Regions from separate parts of the Mus musculus genome. Here regions 1 and 2 are each linked to region 3. The links are chromatin contacts, called in public promoter capture Hi-C maps. All regions are on one chromosome and are shown on one strand. Each heading gives the region's core, a stretch centred on a gene start, on an enhancer-like site or on the middle of the called end of the contact. The rest is flanking DNA. Distances are from core to core; before and after follow the strand shown.

Region 1 (2,976 bases), core at 287-2,786, 3.6 Mb before region 3:
GCATCTCTGGTTGGGCCTCCTTCTTGTTTGCTCTGTTCCAGTTTATCGCCTTTCTCCCCGCTCCTCAAAGGTTTCCTTCCCACAAGCCTCTCTGGGTGTATGTTGGGGGTGTGACGCCTAGAGATGAGTATGTAGACTATGATTGGCCTGGTGGCTGCTGGTAGGTACGTCCTCAAAAGGCCTTATGGTTGGGGCCGGAGAGATGGCTTGGTGTTCAGAGTACTGGCTGCTCTTGTAGTGGATCTGGGCTGGATTCCCAGCACCCAGATGGTGGCTCACAGCCATCTGTAAGTCCAGTCCCAGGGGATCTGATGCCCTCATCTGGCCTCCATGGGTACCAAGAATGCACTCTGGGTAAAACACCTGTCACTAAAACAAGATCTGCCTTATGGGGACCTCAGGCAGAGCTGAGGCCAGCTTTACTTACCATAGCAAAGAGGTTGTCATAGCCTTTGACCTTGGTAGGCACCTTGGAGAACTTCTGGTCAAAAGCATCTGAGATGTTGTGAGCTGGGTCTGTGGAAATGATCAGAACACTCTCACGTCCCTTCGACAGCTGGACTGCCAGGCTGCAGCTGCGAAAAAGAAACGTGAGAAGATGAGGAGTGAGGAGTCAGTTTTGGTAGTGGTGTTTGTAGCAGGATCTGCAAGGTCAGGCCACAGAAACCTGGATCTGCAAGGACCTTATGACCAATGTATAGGTCCCAGTGAGATCAAGCCTTACTTAATCCTTGAAGAAATCACCACCTGACTTCGATTCCGATAGGACTGGTGTGCAATATTCAGCTGACTGATAGGATCTTTTTGAATGCCTGTTTCTGCTTTTTTTTCCCCTCCCTTTTTGGCACTCAGTGGCACAAACCAGCTGTCCAGCAGGCAGAATGCTTTCCCTCCCTCCCTCTACTTGTTCAGGACAATGTACTTCACCTCTCAACGAACCGAGGCACCATAATCACGTGCCCTTTCCACTCCGTTTTACTTCTTCCCTCTCTGGCATCAAATAGAAGTCTGTTATACTAAGACAGCTTGCCTTAGTGTCGCTCCCTCTACTCTGAACTCCCTGGGGGAGGGTGGGGGGGGTACTGTCCGGCGGGCTGCGGGATTTACGTGTTCCTCTGCACATCCCACACGCTGAATTCACAAGACCCAAAGAGAGATGATCCAACCCAGGATGCTAGGCTTGCATTCAGGAGGTATCTTCAGCAGGCTGCAGTAATTTCCAGAGAGAAACAACCCCGTAGAGCCATGCTCAGTTCGCTTTGCCCCGCTCGGGAAGAGAAAGCCGGTCCCTGTCCTCCCTTTGGTCCAGTGGTACATCCCACCCGTCCTCTGGGCCCCGCTAGAGTCTCCTTACCTGCAGGTGGTCTTACCAACGCCACCCTTGCCCCCGACGAAGATCCACTTAAGGCTACGCTGCTCGATGATATTGCTAAGCGTGGGTTCCAGCGGCTCCACATCAGGTGCATCCTCGAACTCTTCTGCTTCAACCCCCCACCCGGCCACCCCCGCCGCCATCTTGGACCCGGCTCACGTGATTAATCGGGGCGCACCACGTGCTAAATACGTACAGGGGAAATGAGTCTGCCACAGCCCTGTACAGGCTGGAAGTCTGACTTATTTTACTCCTGCATTGACATTTGGAGATAATGAGCGCTATCTTTTCACCATTTTATGAGTCAAGGGCTCACCTTTGTGAACTTTTGTCTGTAGTTTTCTAAGGATTCCCCTGTCTCGCGGACATATTGGTATGACCCAGACTACTGCTCTTCACTGATTGGGCCCTGAGTCTTGCGGCACTCTTTTCATTGGATGAATCTTGTCTTACTTCCACTAGTCACGCTCAAGTCCCTGCAGGCGTCAACCTCTCCTTAGCAACCAGGCAAACATCCTGGCCAAGCTTTTTGCGTGAAGTTAGAGCAGAGGTAGCTCTTGATTCCATAGGCTCAGTTTCCTGATTATCATTTCCCCCTTACTTTCTGTGTTGGACCTCAACATCTCTTCCGGTCCTCCAGTTACCCAGTTGGTTGTGAGCCACATGGTTTCTGTCGCAAACCAATTACGAACGAACTGGTTATTTGGCTGAGGGTCGATTAAAAGACTCCATTTGCTGCAGAGTATGCAGACTTTCCCCCTGTGTTCCCGGAACTCCCATGTTGGGCAGGAATGATTCCTGCAACAAGTCGTCCTTGTAGAAAGAACTTTAATTTCTGAAACTCTTATTGCGCTTGGCACTCTGCTTTCTCTCTGGGTGTGCTCCAAGTTCAGCAAATGCAATTTTAATCGAGTCCCTGTCCTTGGGAAAGAATACAAGGGTCCTTAGTCCCTTCATGCAGTACGCAGCTCAAAACATTAAGTCTTAGGTTCTCAGCCTGGAAATACGTTCGGCTTCATTTTAGTGCTCCAGCCTCTTTAAATACTAATCTCAGGCAGTGTCTAGCTGCACGCAGCCAGCGGTTTTCTTTCTTTCTTTCTTTCTTTTTGGTTTTTCGAGACAGGGTTTCTTTGTGTAGCCCTGGCTGTCCTGGAACTCACTTTGTAGACCAGGCTGGCCTCGAACTCAGAAATCCGCCTGCCTCTGCCTCCTGAGTGCTGGGATTAAAGGCGTGCGCCACCACGCCCCGCTGCCAGCGGTATTTTTATTTCAAGCTAAGAGATTAACTTCAGAGACAGATGTCAAACCTGGAGATGCTTCCATTCTAATAGGAGGTATCAAGTTAGATATGCTTTGTAGACCTAGTTAGGGGCCACACAAGTTCCCAAGGGACAATTGAAAACACAGGCTCCAAACAAGATCCGTTCAGTTACAGAGTTCTGGTGGCTGCCTGGGATTGTTCTCTTAGCCCTTACAGGGGGCCTGGGTCCCAAACGATGGTCCCATTCTCGGGGAGCTTCTGGCTGCTTAGCTAACTCGTATCTAGCAGGATTAGGGAACCGAGGACCAGAAGGAAAGGGACCGGCTTCTGGGCTCCATCGCCT
Region 2 (2,797 bases), core at 103-2,602, 3.1 Mb before region 3:
CAGCAAACAATTTAAGATATTCACTTTTCTGAGAAGCAATGTTCTAAAGTTACAGCCTTCCAAAAAATGTCACTTATTATTTAACGTTTTCCACTTCAATAGTATTTACTAATAATATACCCAAAGTTACTGAAGAAAAATACAAATAAAACAACAAAGAAGATACTGAAACATTTTTTCTTTCTTTTTTTACAAACTATTATCAAATGTCTTTGATGGCCAGTAGCCAGACCAAGGAGACCACAATAACCAAACAAATTTTAGATTGAGTGACTACGTTTTACAGAAACTCAAGCACTACTACAAATTAAGCATAGGATACTTCTACCAAGTATCTCTCCCCATGCTGGCTGGCTCCTCTGCCTGCCCTCTAACAGGACACCCAGGAGGTCCTAAGTGATGTTTTACTCGCACACGGTCGGCTAACTGGGGTCTTAGGTGGTGGTGAAACTACATACTTTCAATTAAGCGATGTGGTTAAGCACCATGTAAGTCCTCACACAGACTCATGAATTATATAACACAGCCTACCATTTCCGGTAGGGTAACAGGAAGTCTTTTTCTTTGGACTTTACCAGTCCCAGTACTTACGGGACATTCTTATTTTTCTCAGTTTACAAATGCGGATTGGATCCCGACAGCCAGAGAAGATGCTGACTTTATTAATACCCCAAGTCCCGAGATGATTTGGAACTACTACAAAGGACAACAATAAGACGTGTCTTATTTTTAGGGAGTGCACGCTCAGGTGTTTGGCTGGGGCACACGACTCATCCCCGAAGCGGCCACGGGGTATTTAGATCTCCAGCCCACAGAACAATGCTTCCAAACAGACCCACGCCGCTCCAGCTGCCGGGCGAGCGAGGCTGAGGGAGGAGCCTGCTCAGCGCCGGGGGCTGCGGCCCTCAGCCCCACACCGGCGCCGGCGGTCAGCTCCTCCCCGGCCCGGCGGCGCGAGCACCGCGGTCCGACCTGTTTTTCCGGGTGGCCCCGGGCGCCGAGCTGGCGGGCCGCGTCTGCGCAGGGCCGGGCGGGCGGAGGCCCAAGGTCAGCCGAGCCGACTGCGCCCCCGCCGCCGCCGCGCCTCAGCCCGGCTCAGGCCGCCCAGACCGCGCAGGCCCCGCGCCCTCGCCCCGCCCGCCGGCCGGCTCGCTCCAGTACCTTCTTCAGCTCGTTCTCGCTAGCGCCGGGAGGGACGCCCAGGATGTCGTACAGCTTCGTGTCGGCCACGTTCGCCATGGCGGCCTGCCGGGCAGCACTCGCAAGCAGGCGGCGGAGCGGAAGGAGCGCGACCCGGACCACGAGCGGCGGCGGCGCAGGCCGAGGAGACGGCGCGGGGAGGCAGGCGGGGCTGAACTTTGACCCGGCGCAGCGCCATGACGTCGCCACAAGGCCCCGCCTCCGGGGCCGGGCGGGGCGGGGTTGGGCGGTGGGCGCCCGAGAGCGGCTGGTGGGGCCCTTTCCTGTCGCCGCTCCGTGACGCGCGAGCGACCGCGGAGTGGAGGGGAGCGGTGTGCGGCGTTCATAAAGAACTCTCGGTGCGGCTGAGGCCTGAGGGAAAGAAGCCGGCGTGGAATCCTCACGGGGTGGTCCCCCCGGGGCCACGGTGAAAAACAGCACGTGGGTGTGAGTGTGTGAGGTTCCCAAATAGCGAGTTACGCCCGTGATGTGATTTCATCAACACCTTCACTAACTCATTTCATCTCCTTAACTTCCCCCTCAGCACCTCTGCGTAGGGGAAACAATTTCATTCATAAATACTCAGATTTATACCTAGCAGACGAGGTTTTAAAGGCATAGCCATCCTGTCACATCGGAGGAAAGGACAAATCTTTTTTACACATTCCCAGTTGGTTTCGGGGCATCCAGATAAACCAAAGTCACCCTGTTCCACCGGGATCATGTGTTCAAGTGTCTCACTTGACAGCTTTAAAATTAGCTAACGCCAAAGGTTTGGTTGGCATAAGACAGTATGGCAGCGTGCCGGCACTTGGTGGCTGTCAGTCGAGTTTCGTTTTGCTTTAGCTTGAAAGATTTCTGTGCTTTACCACATTCCAGAATGTATAGCTTGCCTTCCAACTGGTTTTCCGATAGTAAAACACTTCTGGTCAGTTGAAAACCTGAACTGGGAAACAATTGCTCATTGGCCATAAGTCTGTCAGTGGAGGTGATACACCTTTCTTGTTATTCTTCTTGACCGAGTTTTGGAGGTCCTTCACTGCCGTGCTAAGACTTCTGAAATTTAACCTGAACGCTCAGAAGAGTCTCATGAGAAGTTAGATGCTCCTTCTGCTATTCAAAATGCCCCTTAACCTGTAGTGTTTTCCTTAATTCATAACCTGGTGAACCTTCCTGTCTTATTTGATGTTCGTTTTCCTGATAAGTATGATTTATGACATGAATGCTGTTCTCACATGTGAGTCAAAATTCTTTAATAGAATATAGCTTATCTATCTGGTTTCCAGGACTTATTTGGAGGTTTCTAGCAGGGGACCACAGCTATTTTATACCCTTTTGCCAAAGATTAGCCTCTCTTCTTGATCAAATACCCAGTTTCAGGAAGGGACATACAAAGAAGAAGAGGGAACACTCACCCACACACCCAGATCAGCCAAAATAACCCTGGGGCAGATGTTGAAGTCAGATCATCCTTCTTCTGACTTTGAATTTTACAAAGACCCCTAATCATTCAAGAGTGTAAGTCCTGAAATTAGATTGTATAAGCTGGGAGCTTGGCTCTGCCTTCTTTTAACAGTAAGCTTGGCTCTGCAATGTATTTTCTGAGGTTACTTCCTCA
Region 3 (2,852 bases), core at 287-2,786:
AACTTCTTCCATGGGGCTTCGGAAGACCGCAGAAATGTGCCCGTGCTGCGTGCTCTGGTAAACCATTCAAAAACTGGCATGAAACCGAGGCTTAGAATAAAACTCAAAGCCACAACCAAAGCTGTTCCTGTCCTCTTACAGGACAGGCTGGGAGTGACCCATTTAAAGACAAGTAGATAAAGATGATATGTTGACAGTTTCCCAAACACATCCAAGCCTCAGTTTCCCCCTGTGGGCAATTGATCCTTTTGCTAAGCTCCTTGGTTTTTTGTTTTTTTAGTTTTTTGAGACAGAGTTTCTCTGTATAGCCCTGGCTGTCCTGGAACTCACTCTGTAGACCAGGCTGGCCTCGAACTCAGAAATCTGCCTGCCTCTGCCTCCCAAGTGCTGGGATCAAAGGCCTGCGCCACTACGCCCAGCTGCTAAGCTCCTTGGGGACAGAGGGTTCTGAGGGCTGCCTTATCACTCCACACCCTCAGTGGGAAAGATTTCTAGCCATCAGAACAAAGCACTGCAGATGTTGGGACTGGACTTGGCCCAGAGGACAGAGCAGAGTCGCAGGCTCCCACCCCTCCACCCCTTACTATCTTCTGTGCATGACAATCTTCATTTTCCGGGAGCCTTGGCTCTTGTTCCCCACTTCAAGGGGCCCTGCCCTCTTCAGTCCTCCTCCTTCATACACAGGGCCACTTGTAGAGCCGAGGCCACCTTTCTCGGGGGCAGGGGGAAGGTTGTGGGGGGTGGCTAATGAAAATCTGGTAGAATATAGTAAAAGCCCTTGCCCATAAGACAGAAGAACTGAGAGGCACCCATTCAAAGAGGAGGAGGAAGGAAGGAAAGGAAGGACAGGGAGCGGCAGCCCTGGCTGCGGGAGTTTGAGTTTAAGTCTCCTTTCTTTGTAGGGCAGCCTCCTCAGGTCTCCATTGAAGGGCCAGCCAAGGCTCCACCTGCCCTGAGCACCATGGGACCCCTGGGTGCTTCTCTGTGGAGCTTGCCGCTGGAAGCGCTCTCAGTTGGGTGTGCACATCAGAATCCCCACTGGGACTGGGGAGAGGAAGTGTTAGGAGCTCTAAGGCAAGCAGGCTGCCTACCCCACAACACCCAGACAGAGCTGGGGTGGGCTCCGGATTCTTACTCGGCTACAGGGTCCACCCTTTGAGAAATACAAGCCTGGACTTGTTCCCAGGAACAGGACCAGTGCCTGGCATTGCAAAAGGAGTCAGGCTTAGAGGTTGGAGGTGGGTTTGGCCCCAGTTTCTAAGGACAGCCCATACTCTCACCACCCTTGGTCCCTCCTAACCAGTACCCAGGGAGTTCCTAGAGGGCCTCTCAAGGACATCACTGGGTCTCAGGGCGCAGAAGCCAGCTACGCTTGGGGTCAAACACTGACTGACCTGGGATCTTCAGGCTTTGTGGGTTCGGGGTCCAGGAGAGTCACATGCCCCAGTCCGATCTCTTTTTGCAAGGTCCAACTAGATGGCTGAATGTCTGCCGCAATCCTGAGTTCTCCTTTTGAAAACAGGAAATGGGCTGAGTGATCTCCTTCAGGGGCCCCAGCTTATTGGTTGCTGAAAGATGTACATTGAACCTCCTAGACAAATATCTGCAGTACATCATACAGGCCACGTGGGTCAAGGCCACCAACAGGAGGACAGTTTAACTTCACAGCAGCTTTAAGCAGCTTGATACGTATTAGACACCCGAACGATAGCTGGCATTTGGAGAATTCATTTCAAAGTCCTTTGTTTTAGTCCTTTTCTGTGGCAATGACAGAAGACGATAAACTGAAGGAAAAAAAATCACACACACGAAAGTTTATTTAGTTTATAGCTCTGGATCCGGAACATGCAAGAGCACACTGGTAGTGTCTGTGAGGGCTGTCCTGCCGCATGTGACATGCCATGGTAGGAGGTGGACAGACAAGAGAAAGCTTACCTTATGCACCCCAGTTTCACAGTTACAGCATAAATCCCTTTATGAAGACTGTCCTTATGACAGTCAACTCTCAGAAGACCCTACCTCCCAAACCCATTATGTTAGGGATCTCAGTCTAACATGAGGATTTGGGGATACATTCTTTTAATAGTTATTATCCTAGCTATGAGCTAGGCATAATGGGGCCCTTCGTGTTCTGTTGACAAGCTGGAGAACTGAGGTTTGGTGCATGGAGCTGGTGGGATGCGGAGCCAGTGCCTGACACAGAAAGGTCATGGGATAGGCTAGGGTACGGCCCAGGTGGACATCTTGCACTCCCCTGGCTGTGAATGAGCCAGGCTGTACCTTCTCTACCCTTGGCATGGCTAATACTTCTTGAAGCCATTCTACAGTGTGGGCAGGGGTGTCACCTCATAGCTTACAACACTGGGTCCCACAAAGGATAATTATGGTAGACATTTTACAGGCTTATTTCCCACCCATCTCTTCTCCGTTGGAGTCCATTGCCTTCTTTGTCTTTTATCGAATTGCGTTAATGGCTGAAGATAGGCCGAGAGGGTTCCTTTGGGTACATGTGCTTCTTAATCTCTTTTTCCTCCCGAGGCTCACATTTGCACTGAAAGGATCTTGTGATGAATAGATGCTGTCTACCATGCTCAACTAAATCAATCTTGCTTTTCACTGTCACAGAGGTTTCGCCCTCATTTGCATCTGCTTCAACCCCACAGGCCCTCAGGAAGCTTATGATGAGTCAAGGTGTACAGAACACTTAATGGTGTCATGCTGAGCGTGTGAGGCTGGCAACTGAGGGCATACTAAAATCCTCATCGTTTGCCTTTCTGCTCAGGACTCTGTACAACATCCTGCCTCTCTGCACCACCATCACTATCATACCAAGAACACACATATCCATAAGA

Evidence for each region. Promoter capture Hi-C pulls out the DNA fragments that hold promoters and counts their contacts.
Region 1: a promoter capture Hi-C map of pre-B cells shows a contact between it and region 3, with 2.7 times the contacts expected there. The contact joins the promoter of Get3 here to the promoter of Snx20 in region 3. A contact is called at or near these places in 2 of 39 promoter capture datasets (cranial neural crest and pre-B cells).
Region 2: a promoter capture Hi-C map of pre-B cells shows a contact between it and region 3, with 4 times the contacts expected there. The contact joins the promoter of Dnaja2 here to the promoter of Snx20 in region 3.

The regions. Positions count from the first base shown.
Region 1 is chr8:85,023,751-85,026,726 of GRCm38.p6, forward strand. It overlaps Get3 (guided entry of tail-anchored proteins factor 3, ATPase), which reads right to left and starts at 1,537. Exons shown (of 7, transcript NM_019652.2): 1 at 1,355-1,537; 2 at 428-575. The coding sequence starts at 1,515.
Region 2 is chr8:85,554,009-85,556,805 of GRCm38.p6, forward strand. Dnaja2 (DnaJ heat shock protein family (Hsp40) member A2) reads right to left here and starts at 1,353. Exons shown (of 9, transcript NM_019794.5): 1 at 1,162-1,353. The coding sequence starts at 1,239.
Region 3 is chr8:88,634,592-88,637,443 of GRCm38.p6, forward strand. Snx20 (sorting nexin 20) reads right to left here and starts at 1,537. Exons shown (of 4, transcript NM_027840.3): 1 at 1,395-1,537.